2 separate regions of the Rattus norvegicus genome follow, and region 1 is linked to region 2. Evidence: chromatin contacts called from public Hi-C data. All regions are on one chromosome and are shown on one strand. Each heading gives the region's core, a stretch centred on a gene start, on an enhancer-like site or on the middle of the called end of the contact. The rest is flanking DNA. Distances are from core to core; before and after follow the strand shown.

Evidence for each region. A called contact is a pair of places that touch in the nucleus more often than the background predicts.
Region 1: a Hi-C map of Schwann cells shows a contact between it and region 2, with 3 times the contacts expected there. The contact joins two enhancer-like sites. A contact is called at or near these places in 4 of 12 Hi-C or Micro-C datasets (Schwann cells, hepatocytes, kidney and 1 more).

What each region holds. Positions count from the first base shown.
Region 1 is chr7:32,926,287-32,931,198 of GRCr8, forward strand. No RefSeq gene overlaps it. Among named protein-coding and RNA genes, the nearest start is that of Plekhg7, 240 kb to the left of the region's middle. Within about 2 kb of position 3,280, at least 3 of the 93 cell types and tissues checked have an H3K27ac peak or open chromatin away from gene starts, as enhancers often do. A contact at or near this core is called in Schwann cells, where this site is marked.
Region 2 is chr7:32,792,342-32,797,395 of GRCr8, forward strand. No RefSeq gene overlaps it. Among named protein-coding and RNA genes, the nearest start is that of Plekhg7, 100 kb to the left of the region's middle. Within about 2 kb of position 3,055, at least 15 of the 93 cell types and tissues checked have an H3K27ac peak or open chromatin away from gene starts, as enhancers often do. A contact at or near this core is called in Schwann cells, where this site is marked.

The sequences.
Region 1 (4,912 bases), core at 2,030-4,529, 130 kb after region 2:
CAGAAAAAAAATATTAAATAAATTTCCCCCACACTGTGTTTGCCCAAAAAGGTGCTTTATAGGAAGTATTAGTGTCCTGCATTACACTGTCATAACCCGAGGTATCTGTGAGGACCCAGAACACATTCCAGTGACCAGGATTTTAAAAGATGACCATGATGCCATAGTGCACTCTTGTAAAATTACACCCGCATAACAGAATCATGTTGTCTTGTCTTAGGGTGATGAAACACCATGACTGCAAGGCAGGTAGGGGAGGAAAGGGTTTATTCAGCTTGCACTTTCATTATCACTGTTGATCATTATGGACGTCAGGACAGGAACTCAAACAGGACTGGAACCTGGAGGCAGGAGATGACGCAGAGGCTATGGGTGGGTGCTGTTTACTCACTTGCTCCCACTCAACCTGCTTTCTTAGAGAACCTAGGACCACAAGACCAGGGATAGCACCACCTACCATGGGCTGGGCCCTCCCCCATCAAGCACTAATTGAGAAAATGTCTTAGATTTAGATTCTATGGAGTCATTTTCTCAATTGAGGTTCATTCCTTTTGGATAACTCTAGCTTGTGTCAAGTTGACAGAGTAGCCAGCACACTAGTCCAGATAAATTGGTTTGCTGTGTGAGTTGTGCTGTGTAGTTTACAAATAGAAAGCAGCTTGTTTTTGTTCCTACTGATTTGATATTTGAGTTATTTGCCATTTATTAATTTTCTTTTGCTGTGACAAAATACCATGACCCAAAGCAACTTACAAAAAGAAGAGTTTATTTCACTAATGGTTGCATAAGGATAGACATGGTGGCTAGAACAAGAAGCTTAGAGAGCACAGCTCAAGAATTCCAGAAAGCTAAGAGTGTGAACTGAAAGCGAGGTAAGGCTATAAACTCTCAAAGCCCAACTCCAGTGATGGACTTCGTCTAATAGGGCTCTTGTCCCAGAAGTTCCGCAACCTCCTAAAATAGCAATACCAACTGGAGACCACATTTTTAAACACATGAGCTCTTGGGTGACATTTCTCACCACCAAACTTAAACCGATCTCCTAGGATACACTAATCAAACAAACAAACAGAACAGGACAACTCCAAACCTTTGGTCTCTAGAGTCATTTCTGATTACTAACAGATAATAATAAAAACAAAACAAAACAAAAAAACCAAAACACACCTGTTTCCAAGGTTGAGAGAGGTTCTAGGGTGAGGTAGAGCCATGTGACCTTCCGCCATCTATTGTTAGAATTCTGTAACCACCCAGGTTTGAAAGCCTTGAGGAGGACCTAAACTGCTATCCTTACTTTCTCTCTCCAGCTCTTCTTTTCCCAGAAAACTCTATGACTTTTGACCTCTTGGAAGCACATGGGAACACCAGAGGAAGGCAGGAAGGTACAATAAAATCTCCCACTCTGATTAGAGCTATCATCACCCGGTGGCAGCATCTCCAGAGTGTCTCCCTCACACACATGCTCTTCCTCTCCTGGGTATTTTGATTTTTGCTGTGGTTGTTTATTCTAAACAATCTCTCTTTCCCCATACCATAAATCATCCTTGGATAACTTTTTCTTTTACTTCAGCTATGCCTTTTCAGGCTTGGTGCTTTCCGCCTAGTTTTACTCTTGGCTTTTGGAAGTTTATCTCCTAAAACGGTGGTTCTCAACTTTCCTAATGCTGTGACCCTTTAATACACTTTCTTCTTTTGGTATGACCCCCAGCCATAAATTATTTTTGTTGCCACTTCATAACTCTAACCTTCTACCGTTATGAATCGTAATGTAAATATTTTTAGAGATAGAGGTCTGCCAAAGAGGTCTCCACCCACAGGTTGAGAACTGCTGCTGAAGGAATTATGTTACCCTTACATGAAATATCTTCCAAAATGACCCAATCTACCTTTCATGAGAAAAGTCCTCATTTTTTCCCACCAAATTTTGGAAGTATTGATTAATGACAATATAGCCCTGTCCCTGACATGAGAAAAGGGTCTCTTTATTCATTGATTCTGTGTCTTCAGATATGAATCAAACATCAGGAGCTACAGTGCTTAAAGCACAGAAAACACATACAGAGTTCTCTAGGAGTTCTTGTTTTTCCTGATGTGTTTTTTTCAACAGTTATGTTAAAAAAAAATGAAAGGCACCTATTTAGGTGGGGCTTGAGAAGGAGGACACTCACTGAATTTATAATGTCTTCCAAAGAAAGGCTTGTTCCAGCTTCAAAGTCACCACGACTAGGGTGGAAGTTGCCAATATGATAACAATTATTGAACCATTCTCATGTTCTCCTAGCACAGTGGTTCTCAACCTTTCTAATGCTGTGAGGCATTAATACAGTTCCTCATGATCCCAATCATAAAACTTTTTTCATTGCTACTTCATAACTATAATTTTGCTACTGTTATGAATAGTAATATAAATATCCAATATGCAGGATATTTGATATTTGAGGTCTTGACGCACATATTGAGAACCACCATCCTGGTCGGTCCCTTTACTGGTGAGCTATCAGTTTGTTTTAGAATGAGGGACTCAGGGATAGAGAGATGGCTCATCCGTTAAGAGCACTGGCTACCATTCCAGAACACCCAGGTTCAATTCTGAGCACCCATATGGCAGCTCATACCTACCTATAACTTCAGTTCCAGGAGGTTTGACACAGACATATATGCAGGCAAAACATAAATGCACACAAAATAAAATAAAAATAAGCATTGAAGATACAATGGGGGGGGTCCTTGACATCAACTTTGCTGGAGGCTCTTCCAATGCATCTAGACCTAAGAAATGCCCTGTCGCAAATGTTCTTTTGTTTATGATTTAATATTCTCACTCCATGCTAGAATTGTTTTATGAGAAATAGAGCAGATGGCAAGAAGAACCAGTGATGAATAAGAACCAGAAGAGGACCTAACACTGATACTTACTCGGGTTACTTATAATGCACACAGCCTATGAAATAAGGGAGAACAAAACTCTGCAAGTATGACTTTTATGCCTCATTTATTAGTTTCATGTGGTGAGTTTTATGGCCTTTAGAATGTGGACAGAGATTGAGTTTCACTTTTAAAAGGAGTACTTTGCTCTGTGGTCCAGTGCGTGACCATCAGACAACAAATTAATTCTCCCCATAAATACTTAAATGTGCTTAAGCTCGCACTTCTCCTTTGGCTTTTGTTGTATTTGACTTTTGTAACAATACCCATTTTTGCCCAGTGAGTGGCTGCTGTCAGCTGGCTTTTAATGAGCCTGAAAGGCATTGAGGTCCCCAGCAAGCGAGATGCTGAACAATTCAGTCTCAGTTGAGAAGAAAAGGGAAACAGTCCATGTTGAATGTTCATTCTCTGAGTCAGTGTCACAGATCGGCTGTGCATCTGAAAACTAGAAGACCCAAAGCTCTTAAAACTTTCTAGAAATAGTTAATGCAGCATCTGTGGATCATGGTTGTGTGTTAGGAAAAACACAGGAAGCGTTTCACTTCCTCAGTGCTCTGGCTGCAAGCTTCTCCAATTTAATCAGAATCTTTGTGTTTTGACCCATGTGTAAGTCTTGTGTGTGTGTATATCCGTGTGTGTGAAGGTGTGCTTGTATGTGTACTGCACATGCATTTCATCTGGCGCCCTAAATCACATCGACACACTGGTTTTGAAACTGGGTCTCTCAAAGAATTCACAGCTTGAGGATTGAGCAGGGGTAGCTGTCCACCAAGCATCGAGGAATCTCCTGTCTTGGTCTGTCCTGTGCTAGGATATCCTTTCGGACTACTGTATGGCCTGATTTTGTGTCATCTTCACACAGGCTAGAGTCATCTGAGAGAATGCCTTCTTTAGATCAGGCAAGTTTGTAGAGCATTTCCGTAATTAGTGATTGAATGTGGAAGGACCCAGTTGTAGTTGATTACAGTTGTAGTTGGTGGTTCTGGGCTCTAAAAGAAAGTAGTCTGAGCAAGTCATTGGGAGCAAGGCAGTAAGCAGCACCCCTCCGTAGCCTCTGAATCGACTCCTGCCTCCAGGTTCCAGTCCTGCTGGAGTTTCTGCTTTGGCTTCAACAAAGTCTGATTTAGGATATGTAAATCAGATAAACCTTTTCCTCCCTGAGTTGCTTTAGGCGTTGATGTTTCACCACAGCAATAGTAACTCTAAGACAACTGCCCTGTCACTTTTCACATGGGTTCTGGGCATCCAAACTCAAGTCCTTTTGCTTGTATAGCAAGCACTTTATCACCTAAGTTATCTCCCCAGCCCTGTGCACTGGTGTGTTTTCAACACTCAGGTACTCTAGACTGCTAATACCCTTTTGTTTAAAAGTAATACCATTATCACAAAACAATAACTTCAACTCTTATGAAATCTCATCCATGGACATGTTAAAGAGATATGGAAAGGACACTGCTCAAGTTATACATCTATTTTTGCCTGTCTACTGCCACTATCACTTTAAAAGTGGTATCTTTGCTTAAAGAAAAAGGAGGTCCTGGTAAAAATGGAAATGGTCTCTTGAAACACAAGCACTTCAGGACTCCGTTGCTGGCTTATCTGAGGGACAAGTAGCAGGTGTAGACTTCTTTAGAAGGGGTCACGAGCTTTCTAGTTTCCCCAGGGCCCCTCCAGTCCTCAGCCTGTCCTCGACCAGACAGCATTCAGGACACCAGTTTTTGTCTCAGTTCACAGAAGTCTGTCAAAGCCCAGTTTCCTTTGTCTCTTCCATATCCCACACAGAAGATTCTAGCCTGGGCCAAGGAGCCTTTATTTGATCTGAAGGACTCAAGCCATCCCTTCACCACAGTTATTGGAAAGGTCATCAGGTTCCTCTTACCATTCTCTACCAGCCCACTTCCCCACCTCAGAAGGTTTGTTCTGTACTTTTGCTTTAAAACTGAAAACAAAGACTGACTATACATCTATTCTCCTAAGACTCCAGTTC
Region 2 (5,054 bases), core at 1,805-4,304:
TTCCCAACCCGAGCAGCTGTGATTCTTAGGGACCCAAAGATGAGGTGGTTCGTGTCAAGGGCAGCGTCTATTCTTCAGTGGTGACCAGACTGAAAGCGGGAGCCCACACTGAAGGATGCTGTTTGGTTATGATTTATCATGTTCCTTGTGGGCTTGGTTTCCAGACACACATGTTTAAAGGGCAAATCCCCTCAGCTTCCTGTGGATTCTGGCAATTACTCAACATCCTTGGAAAAAATTCCTCTCGTGCTCACACCCGCTACAGAGTCCCTTTTGTGGGCAGATGCAAGCAGCTACCATGTATGTACCAAGGGCTGTGACATGGCCAAATCAGGCTAAAGTCAGGAAGGCAGACATGCACCCAAGGCAGATTCATGGTTCCTGCCGTGTGGGTTTGAGCTCGGACCACAGGTGCTGTGTGTGTGATTTAGTTCCTAGGGCCACAGATACCAGCGAGGCTGATGAGCAGCTCACCGGGATCAAGCAGTTTGTTAAAAATAAACAAAGGGAAGATTTGCTGCTGTTGTTTTCCCAGTATGGGCCTGAATGAGAACTGCATCCTTGGGGTTGCTGACACTGGGGGCCGGGATTGGACCGGGGACACGGAGCTGTATCTGGGAACTGAATCCCGAGCCCAGCTTATCTTGTTAAAGAAGACTCTGTTTCTTCTTCATTTGTAAGTTTGAAAGTCTAACATTCATATCCAAAACACTGTTCCAAAGACTGTGGTTTGTTTGACTTTATAGGATCTGAATAGAAGGTGTTTGGGGAAGTGGAGGAGGGTCAGGAGGCCTGTGGTCTGATTCTCTTTGGTTATGTAACAACCCCTGCACCCCACCCCCGCCCCCGTTAGTGAGTTTGTCTTCCACACCTGGCTCCTTTCCACACAGGATTATCTCCTCCCTTCAAAACAACCCTCCAAGCTGAGATTATGAGCTCAGTTTTACAGGGCGAGCCTACATTTGAAGGCCGCAGAGCTGTGCTGTTGAAACACTTGACCCCAGGTGATCTGGCTGTAGTTCCAATTGAATTCCATGGAACACATTATCCTGTCTCCTTTGGGGAGGGGGATCCCATGTCAAGAAATCACATCATCTGCCCATTATTGCAGGAGTCATAGCTCACTGCTGGAGTAGTGTGGGGCTAGAGATAAGCTTTCTCTGGGGGGTTTATTAAGGTCAGTTACCTGATCGGGAAGGTATCAGTCAGGAATAAATCTTTCTGACCTAAAATCAAATGCCATGATTAAAACATCGGGTTGTATAACCCTTCTAGGCCTGATCTCTCTCCTAGACAGAGTGCAGACATTGTGTCCAGTTGTCACTGAGGTTGGTGGGAGAAGGTCGTCTGAGATCCAAGCACCAGAGTGGACTCTGTGGGGTCAGATCTGCCAAGTCACAAAGGCGAAGATGGAGGGGAGGTTAACAAGTCACAGTGACTCGAGTGCTTTTGTAGGTCAGGATGTCAACAAATGCTTACTGAACACCTATGACACATCACTCTTGTGTAAGGATTAAGTCGTATCATCTTTAGTCCTCAGTATAGATCCTTGAGGCCTTATTTTTTTAAGTAGGGAGGCAAACTCTGAGAAGGCCAGTGACTTTGCCAACATGGATGACCCTGATGAGCTATGAGGGACGCAACCTGTAACTTTCTTCCCGAAGCTCAAATCTCCTGGCATACCTGATAGCCACTAAGGATGTCTGGTTACACCCAAGTAGAGTTAAAGTTGTTACTCGCATTCGAGAATCAGTCACCAAGACTTTTTATTCTGTGATATGGGCACTGCCTTCACAGTAAAAGAGAGTCTTTAGATAAAGGGATAGATACACGTTTTGGTTTTGGATGTGCTTTATGGAAAGTGTAGCAAACATATGGGCGCACGGGGACACAGGACAATGACAATGAAGTCAGCAGCAGAGGAAGTTGTAGAGTTATACTAGTAAATATGACAAGAGTTGTTCCTCGCCTGAATAGTTAATATGCCAGGACATGGAGGCTCCATGTTTTAAAGAACTGATTGATACTTTTGAGTTTTATAGTTACCAATGCTGAGAAGGCCATGTTCCGTCAATATACAATCTGAAACAGAGAAGTGTATGTAAGACCCGTTGTCAAGCTTGTTGGAAGTCCTGTCTGAGACACAAGCTAAAAGTAACTAATTTATCAGTATTGTTTAGGCGCTCACTGCTAACTTGGATAGCAATCCTCACAATCAAATGTTCGAACACAACATGATCCTCATGAGACACTTCCTGGTTGAGGCAAGTTGATGGAACATCTCCGTTTTCTATAATTAAGCTGCTACACTTCTAGAAGAGCACAAAGCTACTGTGTGTAAAGTAAACACACTGCGTAGTCCGTAGCCTGCCATGTGTCTGAGCATGATGTCTCTGGATAGTGGATGGGAGGAGTGATGGCATATACAGGGCACAGGCGTGTCTCAAGCTGGGGCCACACAGCTGTGCAGGGTAACACAGGTGAGCCTAGACCGAAGCACTTTGGAACTGTTACACAATTTAGGTTGAGTTTATCTTTGGTCATCGCACATTCAGGAGTTTTCTGCTATTGTCACTCTCTTTGGAGCGGTCACCTTCAGTTAAGTGACCCTGTAGTGGGGGTCATTTCAGTTTAAGAAGCTGGCTTTGTAACATATTTAAATATGGGCACAGTATTCACCAGTGCAAAGGCCTAGTGACAAGAGAACATTTTTACATTGTTCATCCCAGTACTGTAGTGGTGTGGGAAGCTGCTTTTTAATGAAAGTTATTAGAAATACTGACTTTCATATTATATATATGTATATTTATAAAATATGTGGGTATCTATAGCATATATTTTGCTGCCTTCAAACAACCACTTATGTCAAAGCAGAAACAGAAAAAAAAAAAAAGAAGAAGAAGAAGAAGAACAAAACAACATTGAGATTTTCCCAAGCATTTACAAACATGTCGAACAGCCTGGGACTTTCTGGGATCCTGTACGAGCCCTGGTCTGTGACCTAAGGTAACATTTTTGTTTGGTACAGTTCATATCTTCTGAGTGAGTCTGTCACATATTCAGAGCACTGGGACACCCCCAGGGGAGGCTTGTGCTGAATGAATAACTTAGTCAGGCAAAGAATGGCCACTGTAAAACCATTCCTTAGCGCGGGCTTCTGGCAGGGCCAAGTGTTACTTTAGGATTTAAGGAAGTATATTGGAGTCTTGTATGTGGTATGCTTCAAACATTTCTTTCCTTAAAAAGGACTAAAACCCACTGTTCTTTTCTCTCTCTCTCTCTCTCTCTCTCTCTCTCTCTCTCTCTCTCTCTCTCCCCTCTCTCTCTCTCTCTCTCTCTCTCTCTCTCTCTCTCTCTCTCTCTCTCTCTCTCTCTCCTGTTTGTCTCATTTCCTTCTCCATCCACCCCCTTTCCCTCCTCTCCCCTCCCCCCACTTCCTCTTCCCCTCCCCCGCCTCCTCCTTTCCCTGTTGTGACTTAAGTTCTTCTGCAATTAACATCCCATCTCTGCCAGCAGAGGGCACTGTTTGCGCGTTTAAGCAGAAGTCTCGGCTTTGTCTTTCCAGTGTGAACAGTCTCTGAGTCACAGGCAGGCCAGCTATTTGACCAGCAAGATGCTGGTGAGAAGGCCAGCCTGGGTGGTAGTGTTTCAGCATCATTTTGCAGAACATTTCCTTTGTTGCTTGGAGAAATGTTCGTTGCAAATACACTTGTAGTTCCCGGTGGAAAATATATATGTTTTGAACGTGAGCGAAGGCACTGGTGTGGAGTCACTCGGCATCTAAATATCACAAGTGCTTCGTTAGGGTGTCGGATTCTGGAGGTATCCGCACCAGAGTAGCTCAGCTCGCTGCAGGGGCGTCATGAATAATTTCTGTAGCAGCTGATGACATCATAAAGCAATCAGGCATTCCCTGCACCCTGTAATCGATGAGCTTAGATGTCTTGGGATGGAAGGGTGGAAAGACACTTTTCCTCTCACTGGGTTTGAGCATTTTGGAATTAGTCAGTGGCTGTTCACGAAAATAAAGCAAGTCACGTTCAGCTTTCAATCCATTGTGGAATATTTTCTTGAGAGTTGCATATACATCGTTTATAATATTGAATTATATATTTTGTAGTGGGGGCTGGGGATTTAGCTCAGTGGTAGAGCACTTGCCTAGCAAGCGCAAGGACCTGGGTTCGGTCCCCAGCTCCGGAAAAAAAGAAAAAAAAAAAAAAAGAAAGAAAAAATTTAAATATATTTTGTAGTGGAATTGAGGTACTTTTGTATTTTTATAGCAATTATTAAAAAAAATTAATCGAAGTATAGATGAGAACCACGCACTCTAACAATGAAAGTCACGATTAGGCAGACAGCGACTGTTCCATTCCTCCCTTCTCTGGCCTCAGTGTCTCTCTCTGCTCAGGTGTAACTTTTTAATTCTGGAACCTGTTTTTTACTTACCCACTCCATCTCTGAAATAGTCAGCTTGTCTTGCTGGTCTCTAAGCTACTACCTTTAGGTGTTAGCTATAGTTTGATTGAAGCATGAGTATGTTGCCCAGGGTTGTGTGCTAAACCTCGGTCACCAGTGTGGTAATGCTGGAGATGGGCACCTTTAAGCGAAGGTGGGGTAATTAGAGCAAGGTAATTAGTTCACATGAAAGGGATCAAAGCCATATGTATGGGAACCCGCTTACTTCCTCTTAGAGTGGGTTGTTATAAAACATAACACTCACCTTTCTCATGATCTGGCTTCCTGCCTCTGCCATGTGTTTTCTCTTCCCTTGCTCAGGCTCCCCCACAACACCATCTGCTGCAAGGTAGCGCACATAGGGGACTTTCACCAAGAGCCGAACACTCCAGGTTTACTCAGGGTTGAGTCGTTGGCCTGAAAAACTGTAAGCTAAACAGATCTTTTATCATTCCACGACCCAAGGAGGTTTGGTATAGCAAAGCAAGACAGACTTGTCTAAGACTGTGAATTGTCCTTTAGGAACGTCCGGCACCTTAGGCACTCCGTCCCTCTGCTCAGCATCTCTCTGTCACAGCTTCATTGGTTACCTCTGCCAC